2 separate regions of the Lactuca sativa genome follow, and region 2 is linked to region 1. A link is a contact called in public Hi-C data. All regions are on one chromosome and are shown on one strand. Each heading gives the region's core, a stretch centred on a gene start, on an enhancer-like site or on the middle of the called end of the contact. The rest is flanking DNA. Distances are from core to core; before and after follow the strand shown. Region 1 holds the start of LOC111921271 (probable beta-D-xylosidase 7). Region 2 holds the start of LOC111921326 (NDR1/HIN1-like protein 13).

What was found. Hi-C and Micro-C count contacts between places; a contact is called where the count stands out from the background.
Region 2: a Hi-C map of leaf shows a contact between it and region 1, with 4 times the contacts expected there. The contact joins the promoter of LOC111921326 here to the promoter of LOC111921271 in region 1. A contact is called at or near these places in 2 of 4 Hi-C or Micro-C datasets (leaf and seed).

The regions. Positions count from the first base shown.
Region 1 is chr9:50,122,577-50,128,246 of Lsat_Salinas_v11, reverse strand. It overlaps LOC111921271 (probable beta-D-xylosidase 7), which reads left to right and starts at 3,263. Exons shown (of 6, transcript XM_023916847.3): 1 at 3,263-3,834; 2 at 4,088-4,396; 3 at 4,509-4,678; 4 at 4,807-4,904; 5 at 5,020-5,670. The coding sequence starts at 3,421.
Region 2 is chr9:50,399,805-50,405,474 of Lsat_Salinas_v11, reverse strand. LOC111921326 (NDR1/HIN1-like protein 13) reads right to left here and starts at 2,231. Exons shown (of 1, transcript XM_023916892.2): 1 at 1,436-2,231. The coding sequence starts at 2,224. The coding sequence ends at 1,436. LOC111921269 reads left to right here and starts at 4,373. Exons shown (of 12, transcript XM_023916844.3): 1 at 4,373-4,814; 2 at 5,197-5,270; 3 at 5,373-5,456; 4 at 5,544-5,624. The coding sequence starts at 4,673.

The DNA of each region.
Region 1 (5,670 bases), core at 2,014-4,513:
TTTGGCTTCGTAGTTCTTTTGAGTTAGTTTCATTGCAGATTTAGTCCCTCAGTAAACTGAAATGACTTTAATACCATTGGATATTTATTTTCTATTTCTAAATTCATTTTTTTTAAAGTTTTAATGTTATTTATTCATTTTAATAATTAAAAATTAAAAATCTCTCTCTCTCTCTCTCTCTCTCATATGTGACGTATTCCCCAAATTGAAAACCCTCAATGGAGCAGGTCATTTATTCTTCCTTGTACTAAAAAACAAAGGAAGAAATCATAACCTATTACATAAATCAGAAATCCTAAATAGAATAATCAAGCAAAAGAAGGAGGAAATAGCGTTAGCTACAGAAGAAGGAGGAAATGGGTGACTCTGATGGTGGTTTTGGCGACTTTGGGGGTGTTTGGGATATCTTTTGAGAGGGCAAAAGGACTTTTGGGAAAAGATAACAGAGAAAAAATGTTTGGTAAAAGCTCCTTTTGGATTTTTTTATAGAAGGAAAACTGACTTTTTGGAAAAGTCAGGGAAACCTGGCTTTTTGGAACTTTTTCCAAAAGTTCTTTTGCCCTCTGAAAAGATACCCCAAACACCCCCTTTGTCGGGAAGTAGTGAACAAAAAACCACCGGCTTTTTGCCAACAAACATAATTTAGATGAACTGAACAAAGAAAAACTGATCACCGGATCGAAACAACCATCTAATGAATCTACAAGGATCTGGTATAGAAAAAACGGAGATACACTTCAGATCTGATTTGAGAACCACCAAATCTTGATAGAAACCTCACTAACAGAACAAATCAGAAGCAAAAAAAAAAAAAAAATTCTTATAGCTCTGATAAGAATCTGATTCGATCGATGAATCAGACGTAATACCAACTAATCCACAAGAATCATATATGAAATCAACAAAGGAGAACACACATGTTCATGTCTTGGTCTCAGCCGGATCTATTGCAGATTTCGTGGTTACAAATCTTCAGGCAATCATGGGTAATGAAACCCTATCTAAAAACTACAATTTTGTTTTGGAATTTGACTTCAAATGTTTGAAATGAGAAACTCGAAAGCTGTTCTTGTTCTTTCATTTAGCTTGTATTTTCATTTTGTATTCAATGGTGATTTAGAAGCACTTCTGGAGATAAGATAAGCCATTGATCCTTCAAATTCATTGCAATGGAGAGGAAATGATTTCTGTAATTGGGAAGGGGTTCAGGAATGCTTGAGAGGTCGAGTTTCGAAACTTGTTCTTGAAAATTTGAACTTGAGTTAGCCATTTGATTCATGAATCATCAACCAGTTGGATCAGTTTCGCGTTTTAAGCTTAAAGCAAAACTCAATCTCCGGTCAAATTCCTAATCTTTCCAACCTTACCAACCTTAAACCACTATATCTTTCATCCAACAACTTCAATATATCTTCAAGAGATTTACCAAAAAAAAAAAGATTCACAGAGCTAGGTCTGGAGAGAGAGAGACAGACCTCCCTTTATTTCTTCATTATTAATATATATATATATATATATATATATATATATATATATATATATATATATATATATATATATATATATATTAAATTTAAAAAATGAAAGAAAAATGAAAAATAAATACATGAGGGGCATTACAGTCATTTCAGATTACTGAGGGACTAAATACGCAATGAAACTAGCTCAAAAGGACCACCAAACCAAAAAAAAATCGAGGTTTGGATTATAGCTCCAAAAAAATACATACAACAGGGACCATTTTTGTTGTTTTGTCAAAAAATAATGAATTTCCAGCTGGCTAAGAGGAAATCTCGGCCCATGGGGGCCAAATCATAGGTCACATTTTGTAGATGAGAATGCACAAGTCACTTTACATAAGTCTTGCAATGATGACTTGTATATTCATATGTGTTTGGTTTTTTTAGGCAATATTCTTGTACATAAGTGTTGCAATGGTGACTTGTATATTCATATGTGTTTGGTTTTTTTAGGCAATATTCTTGTATGTTTACTAGTTTATAATTAGATAGATTAATTGTTTCTCACTATAAATATGTCTTAACATCCAAGGAGAGAAAAAAAAAAGGAAATGGACAGAAATGAGAGGAAAGTAAAAGAGATTGATGCTCTTGAGTTTCATTAAAGGAAGGAAGTGGAAGAATAATTTTCTCTCCTAACTTCCCTTCCAATTTGGGAGGATTTGAAAAAAAAGAATAAAATATTTAACTTTCCGTCTATTTCTCTCCAACTTGGGAGCATAAAAGACAAATTTATTTTCATTTCCTTTATTTTTCTCTTCTCTTTTTTCTTTGCATCAACTCGGGAGCGGGGTGTAAGACTCAATTTTTTTTCACAACTCAAAATGTCGGCAATGTACCCTTTCAGTGGATTGTAGAAGAGGAAATCATACACGCATGTTTTTAGATTATCATTAATGATGATATTATTGTCATCATTCTCCTACATTTGATGGTAGGATTATTTTCGGCCAGCTTGACAAATATGTTTCACCATGAATTATGTTGTAGAGTTTACCAGACAAAAATAAAAATAAAGACTAAGTTAAACGATATTTTTTGGATAATATAAACTAAGTTTAAGGATTTAACAAGAGACATGGAGATTTTCAACCAAATTTTATAACAATATCAAACATGAATTGATGAATGGAGATGAAGATGATAGTTTGGAACCGACTAGCAAGCAATATATAATAGTATAATACAAAGTGATGTGAGCCGATTTTGCACACGAAGACACTTCAAATATTTTGAAAGATGTCTTGTATTTTTAATTTTTAGATTTTTTGTTAGTTTTATAATTTTGGAAGATTTTGAAATGTATCGTGTTTCTAATTTTTAGTTTTTGTTTGTTAGTTGTGAAATGTAATAAGAAATAATAATAATTGTTTTGCTTATCTAATTATGTATGTCTATTTTTTGTAGTAGTCTTTTAATTATGTATTTTCGTATTCATATTAGTGTTCAATTTAATTTTTTTTTATATATTCTTGTTAGTGTTTGAAATATTTTATATTAGTGTTTTATTTATTTACGTTAATATTCTTGAATATAATCTCTAGAACTGATTGTTTTTAAAAAAATCTAATTGTTTCTTTCAGCTATTTTTAGTTAAATTATTATTATTTTTTTGTTATATTTGTAATTTTCAGCTAAATAAAAATATTTATTGTTATGATTACGGGAATACAATTAAAATTTTATTAAAATATATAATTATTGAAGAAACTTAAAAATCAAATCATGGTGATATGAAGAGCCTGCAACAAATGCTTTCTCCACTGAGCCACTCTTTCTCCACTGAGCCACTGAGTTCTATCCCCTCTTCGCCCCATTCTATGCGTAGCGTGTGGACTGTGGAGAATTCGTGTTATCAAGAGAGATTTTAGCAAAACTTCAAACCCAAAACCCTACAAACATGATAACTTACAGCAGAATTGGTCTTGCTTTCGTGATCAAATGCTTCGCGACGACGATGATAACGATCATCGTCTCGGCGGAGTCACCCCAACCTCCGTTTTCATGCGATTCTTCATCACCTACACCACCATACCCCTTCTGCAACGTCAGTTTGCCGATTCCCAACCGCGCTCACGATGTCGTTTCACGACTTACGTTAGACGAGAAAGTTTTGCAGCTGGTAAACGGAGCGCCGGGGATTCCTCGCCTTGGGATCTCCGCTTACGAGTGGTGGTCGGAGGCATTGCACGGCATTTCTCGACACGGAAAGGGTGTGAGATTTAACGGAACGATCACCGCCTCTACGCAGTTCCCTCAAGTCATCCTCACAGCTGCTTCTTTTGATTCACATCTTTGGTATCGGATTGGTCAGGTCAGTCTTCCATTCTTATTGATGATCTAGGTTTTCTTTTTCTTTCGATTTCACGTTCATTATAGTTATCAGTCAACAAATCAAGCAGCATTCTCTTCCAATTTGATTTAAGATCGATAGTTCACTACAATTCTAGCAAACCTAGGGTTCCATTTTACCATACTTCAAACGGAGAGCAAGCAAAATAGTCGACTATTAGTCAAAATTACGCATGACATTAGACTCCACTGATGAGTTTTCAATGCTTATGTAGGCAATTGGGAGAGAAGCAAGAGCAATGTACAATGTAGGTCAAGCAAAGGGGCTAACATTTTGGGCACCAAACATCAACGTGTTAAGAGATCCAAGATGGGGAAGAGCACAAGAGACACCCGGTGAAGATCCATTGGTTGTCGGAGATTATTCAGTTTCATACGTAAGAGGAATTCAAGGTGACAGTTTTGAAGGTGGAAAAATGGATCCAAATTCCGATCATCTTCAAGCCTCCGCTTGCTGTAAACACTTCGTTGCCAATGATTTGGATAACTGGAAAACCGCTAATCGATACAACTTTGATGCCAATGTACGTCTCAGGTTTCAGGCCTCCCTCCTGCATTATAGAGTTGTACGTTGTATTTTTTTATGCAATGATGGTTGTACTTTGTGGGCTGAGAACTTGAGATATCGATATGCAGATTACTCAACAAGATCTTGCAGATACATACTTACCACCATTTAAGCAGTGTGTACAACAAGGGCAAGCGAGTGGAATAATGTGTGCTTATAATCGTGTCAATGGCGTACCAAATTGTGCTGATTACAACCTTTTAACCAAAACAGCTCGTCAAGCTTGGAGCTTTAATGGGTACCCATAAAAAATCTTTGGAAGCATAATCTTGATACAGATATGCATCAGCAACTTGTACGACTGTGTACAAGTTGTTCTGCATACGATGTGCTTTTTTAACTTGTTTTTATGATCACAATTCACAGGTACATTGCATCAGATTGTGATGCAGTTGCCATTATGCATGATGTTCAAGGATATTCCAAATTACCTGAAGATGCTGTTGCTAGTGTTATAAAAGCTGGTAATTTATGCATTGTTGAGTTGTACCTTTACAATTTAAAGAGTTATCAACGTACAATCTTTAATGGATAAAGCACAAGTCAGTAAAGAACAACTTAAAGAGTTTTTTATTGCAGGTATGGATGTCAACTGTGGTTCTTACTTGAAGAAATACACAAAATCAGCAATCGAAATGAAGAAATTAACAGAAGCAGAAATCGACAGAGCTTTAGAGAATCTATTTACAATTAGAATGAGATTAGGTTTGTTCAACGGAAATCCTAAAACCGGAATCTATGGAAACTTCGGACCCGACGATGTTTGCTCTGAAGAACACCAAAACCTAGCCCTAGAAGCTGCGCGAAGCGGCATCGTTTTGTTGAAGAACTCAGATAGGCTTCTCCCGCTTTCGAAATCGAAAACCAATTCCATCGCCGTCATAGGCCCCAACGCCAATTCCACCCAAACATTGCTCGGAAACTACGAAGGTGTGGCGTGTAAAAACATCACGATTCTTCAAGCACTTGAAAAGTACGTGAAGAACACACACTACCACCCGGGATGTGTTGATTCCGTGAACTGCACTTCCGTCGCCATTGATGAAGCTGTTGGAATAGCAAAAATGGCGGATTACGTGATTATGGTGATGGGTTTGGATCAAACTCAAGAAAGGGAGAAGCTCGATCGACTTGATTTGGTTCTTCCGGGGAAACAATCGGCGCTGGTGTCTGCTATTGCTAAATCTGTTAAAAACCCGGTTTTGTTGGTTTTACTTTGTGGAGGTCCGG
Region 2 (5,670 bases), core at 982-3,481, 280 kb before region 1:
AGTTCAGTGGGAACGACTCCCTCCTCCCTAACAATTATGTACGTAAAAGTTAATTCCTAAACATATTTTGCGATAAGTAAATCATTACAATGCCTAGAAAAAGGAGATGATGAGAAGAAAGACACATGGTCATTTGAGAATAAGAAGAGAGTCATCAAAGGTATTTTTCGGAAAAAGAAGAAGTAGTAAGGGGACAACACCGAAGGTGTTGGTTGGTAGCGGTAATAGTGGATGCATGTTCGTCACCGTCAGATGGAAACTTCATCGTCGCCGACAACAAAACACGTCAAGGGAATCACGTGTAATCAGAAAAGAGATGAATGAGGGGGTTTAGTTGAATGATGTGTCATTCCTACTTGTCATTCAATGGATACAACTCCACCATTGTGAAATGCCACATTGGCATTCAATGGATTTGGAGTTCAATGGTCATTGAACTCTTCACTAGGAAAAAGGAAAGTATTTAAATTTTTAAATAAATATTTTCTTAATATGTTCCATTGAACTTGTAGAGTTTAATGCATTGTGGGATAAAAATGAATAGAATTGTATAGAATAGTGGATAATGATGTGACACTCCATTGAACTCTATAGAGTTCAATGCATTGTGGATGCTGTAAGCTTTAGTGGAGACTAACGAGTAAGTTGGAAGGAAAAAGTTTCTCAGATGTTATTTTGGTAAGTATTAGTGGCGACCTGGTGTCACCGCTATTACGTTCGATCAGAACGTGTATTTGCCGTTGGATCACTTTATATCATTGACGGCTACGATCGACAACCGAAGAATCACACGAATATCAGAATAAACCATCCGTGGCGACATCAAGCATGTATGGCTATATATCGACGCTAATGGTCTCATTTCTTGTAACGAGTGCTAAAAACTAATTAAAACTCTTGGCTTTTACCAATTATTGCTCCATTTCCCTCTAATCCTATTCAAAGTAGTTGCTAATAAACAGTTGTAGTCAATAGTTTGCTTGCTGTATTTTCTGATTCGCATATTAGATATAAGCCTACCAATTAACGCATCCTTTTACTTTTGTTTTAATATGAATTAATAGAGTACTTTCACGGATGAAACTTGGTTCGAGCATTTTCTTTAATTTAGTCAAAGAAGTGGTGGTTTTATCTCACCTATGGGATGTTTGGAAGTGTAAGGATACTGTTCCTCTTATTCCTTTCTTGAGGACGAGTACATCATTTAAAAAGTTCTTGTAAAACCCTAATCAAAACTCAAGAAATGGAACATCATACATTATAAGCCAATATTCGCACAATCACATACATCTAAAGGCTAACGTTTTCTCTTTTAAATACTATAGCGAAAAGAATAAAAATTAAACAAGTAAAAAAATTACAAAAATCTAGTAATTTCGTTGTAACGAAATCCTGAGGGAAAATCACCATCATCAAACGACCATCGAGAATGTGATTAGTATCTCGTGGAATAATCACAATCTTGAGATAAAATACGTGGATTCTTGGCCAAATTATTGACCTTGAAATGACACAACATTGATATCGTCTTGCTCTTCATCTGCAACGTCCCCACCTTCATTTTCACCGGAACCCTAAACTCTAGTAATATTTCGACATTTCTTTGGGATTTTCCAGTCGTCCCATTCATGCTTTTTCGAATCCCCATAGGTAACTTACTATTAGATGAACTCGTAAGGGTTAACTTCACGTCCTTTGAGTTTTTTGGGCTTTGTTCAGATGATGGAAACTTTCCAATGGCAAATCTTCTATCTTTAAAAGACAAAGCAGCTTTTCCATGATCATCAAATGATATGATCGTGTGAGCATTAGGGTTTCTTGATGCCAACGTGATGTCGAAATCGGTTTTCTTTTGTCGGTTTTTTTCTTTTGTGTTAACACGTACACGTTCTACACGAAATCTAGGGTCATCTTTCTTGATCACGACTAACGTAATCCCACCTATGAATCCTAGAAGGAGAACTATAATAGCGATGGAAATCAACACATATTTAATACAGTTAGATTGTTTCTTAGCAGGAGAATTACGATAGCGTTCCACAATCAAAGCGTTTTCCGGTGGTGGGGTTCTATAAATTCGATCTTTATGGACTTGGACGACGTAAGTCCCCGTAGGGGTGTCTTGGAAGTTGTTGGTGTCTGGAATGCTATGATATTTGTGGGTGGAATTAGGGGGGTAGTCACCGGAAACATGAGAAGTGGAGGGAGGCCCCCTCTCCTCCATGGAAGGACCAAAAGTGATGGTGGTGGTGGTGGTTTTGGCAATAATGGTGGAAGAGGGTGGTGGTTTGCATACAGGGGAAAGGGGGGAGGCTTTCGCAATTAACAATTTGGGAGGTTGAGCATATAGAGTGGGATTGATCCTGGTGTGTAATAATTTTTAGCCTATTATAAAATATTAATTTGCTTGGTTAATCTAAAATTCAAGGGTAAAGGAAATTCTTAAATTCTAAACCGAATACGATCGAATATTAAATACTAGTGCAAAAGTTATTTCGAATATGAATTTATGAATTTTATATACAAATCAAGTCTGGTAGTTTGAATTCATATCTACTAATTTCAATCAAATAAAACAACTCGATCAAAAGGCTTAGAGGTACATAACTGAAACTGGATTTTAAAAAATAAAAATCGGATACCCTATTTAATCATATCACGACTCAGATAATCCATATTTTAGAATATATGAATCCGGATAATTCATAACAAAAATCTTATTCTTGAAATTCGTCGTCTTAATGAGATCAAATTTTATTCTAATTCGAAAACTATAGAATGTTATCTTTATAATCACCCCAATTTATTTTAATGAAGGAGTGTCTCTCCTGTGTAAGCTCTTCTTTGTGGATGTATGCTCTTCATCGTGGATGTACTCCTAAGTGAGTAGTAAGAGTGGTGTTTCAATTAGAATGTGATTTTGTATCTATTTCACATCGGTTAGGTAGTCCTTCAAACAAACACATTAGCCATGACTTGTAGAAGAAAATACAGATTCAAAAGATAACGTAGAAGCTTAGACGATTAGTATATCATTAGCCATGACTTGTAGAATCAGAAATTACAGTTTTTTTTTTTTTATTTAAACCAAACAAAACAAAAATCAAGGTTAAATTCTTCAAAATTAAAATGGGCTAAAAATCTGTTGACATATAATTTTTAATCCACTACTTGGGCTGAAATTCGTTGGCATTTACTTACAACTTCAATTAACAATCCATTTTAAGATGATTCTCCATCGTCGCCTCCTCACAATATTAGCTGCTAGATTACTTGGTTGATCATATTTTGTTTTATAATGGTGAAATAATTTTTAAAAAGTTTCATTGGAATTTAATATTTGATTTGCGACAAATCTTGGTTTAGCCTGTGCTAGATTTGAATTTTTGAAATTTTTATGATTTTTACGTCGTCAGCATTTATATTAGTACTTAATGTGCGCCAAAAAGAAAAACATAAGTATCTTCCGAAAGTATTTTAAAATATTTAGTTTCATATAGATGACCATGTCAAAAAGAACATGGTAGCATTTGACATTTTATTTTTGATTCACCATTTAATTGCATATTGTGTCTAATGGTAGTTCGACTTATCGGATTATAACTAGGTTGAAGATTCATTCGAATTATATCAGTAAGTTGCGTGTTGTCAACGGTAGAGCTTCTTGGATGACAAATTTTGAAAAATTTATCCATACATTATCATTCTTGTAAATAAAAAAATATCATATATATAATCTGATATTAGTTTGAAAAATATCGAAATTACCCTTTTTCTGTTTTGCAAAAACTATCAGTATGATTTTCAATGTCGAGTTTCCATTATGGTTGTAAAACTTACCATATATTTTGCACCAAGCCTTTTTAATTTGATTCTATTTTTAATAATGCAATAATCAAAATTATCCAAAATTTATTATTTTAGAAAATTGATTTAATTTCCACGATATGAACATTCGTATAATTCCTTGAGGTTACATAGTACGACGGCTACAAAAAACTTATAGGGATAATATTTTCAACTTTAAAATTGAAGAAAAACTTCGAGCATAATGAGTATTTTTTTTTTTTTTCAATATTAAACCAAATAAGAAAAAAAAAATCTATTTATGCTACTTCTAGAGAGAGGCAAGTTCAAAATTTTCGCTTCCAACTGTTATTTCGGGTTTTTCCGGTTATGACCCGGATTTTTATCCGAGAAAATATCCGACTTCAGTCTCTTTCGCATTCGGATCATATCCGTCGGATAGTTTACGTTCGGTTCGAATATTTGGATTGAATATGCATTTTATTTCATAAGAATCCGAATACATCCAATGGGTTATAAAGATATTTAGAGTCACATAATTGGGCTTATAATATAAAGCCCAGTCCAATGATTTGGGTTCTGTAAATTCACAAGTTGATCCGGCGAGTAGAAGATCTGACGACGCTGTTCACCGGCGACTCCAAGTTTCTTAATGCGATTTGATTGATTCATAAAGGAGTGTATTTTGTAATCTCTTGGATTCAGTCGAAGAAATATATTAAGTGGAAAATTTGTTCTCAAGATCGACACATACTTTGCATGTCGAATTCTTATCGGCGTTGTTCAGCTTGAAAATTGAAACCGAATATTAGAAAATTGATCGAAGTGTTGTTTAGATAGTGGAATTCTCTATAGATTTCAGAAAATGGAAAGGATAATGAGCAAGATGCGGAATTTGGATGCGTATCCTAAGATCAATGAGGATTTCTACAGCAGAACGATCTCCGGTGGTCTCATCACCCTTGTATCTTCTATCTTAATGCTTCTGCTTTTCTTCTCCGAAATGAGTGAGTTCTCTCTCTGCATATATACACACATAGGGATGTCTATGCTCGTTGATTGATGTTGTATTGGTCTTTGATTCACATGAGAATATATGATTGATTCGATACCTAAAAAAAGTTAGGTTTTCAAAGTTTATGACTGATTTTCATACAATTTCTCTTTCCGATTGGAAAAAAGAGCACATTTGGGCTTTTCAATCGGGTTAACTTAAAACTGGTGTGAAGTTTGGATGCTAACAGAACAAAATTGTCAACGTCATTGAGTTTTTTGTCATTTACTTCAAAAAAAATGATACTATTACGTTTTCAGCAAACTTCCTTTTCTGAATTCCACTTTGTTTCTCTAAACGATCTAATTGAAATGTACGCTGCTACTTCGTTGCAGGATTATATCTTAATTCTGTAACTGAAACAAAGCTAATCGTAGACACCTCAAGAGGAGAACGACTACGAATCAATGTAGTAGCATTTTCTGTACACTATACCTTCTCAATTATGGTTCTATAGTATTTCAACTTCTGGAATTAATTGTTATACCCTCTATTTCATCTGAAAGTGCAGTTTGATATCATATTTCCATCACTTCCATGTACAATACTTAGTCTTGATGCTATGGATATCAGTGGAGAGGAACACCTTGACATTGTATGTAATTTCATATCATTTCTTCCCTATTTTCATTAAATCAAAGTATGCAACATCCAAACATTATCATGTTGATTCTCATTTCAGAAACATGATGTTTATAAAAAGCGACTTGATGCTTACGGTAATGTCATAGAGTCAAGACAAGATGGCATTGGAACTCCCAAGGTTAGCAACAAAATTTCCTCCTCCTCCTCCTCTTCTTCTTCTTCTT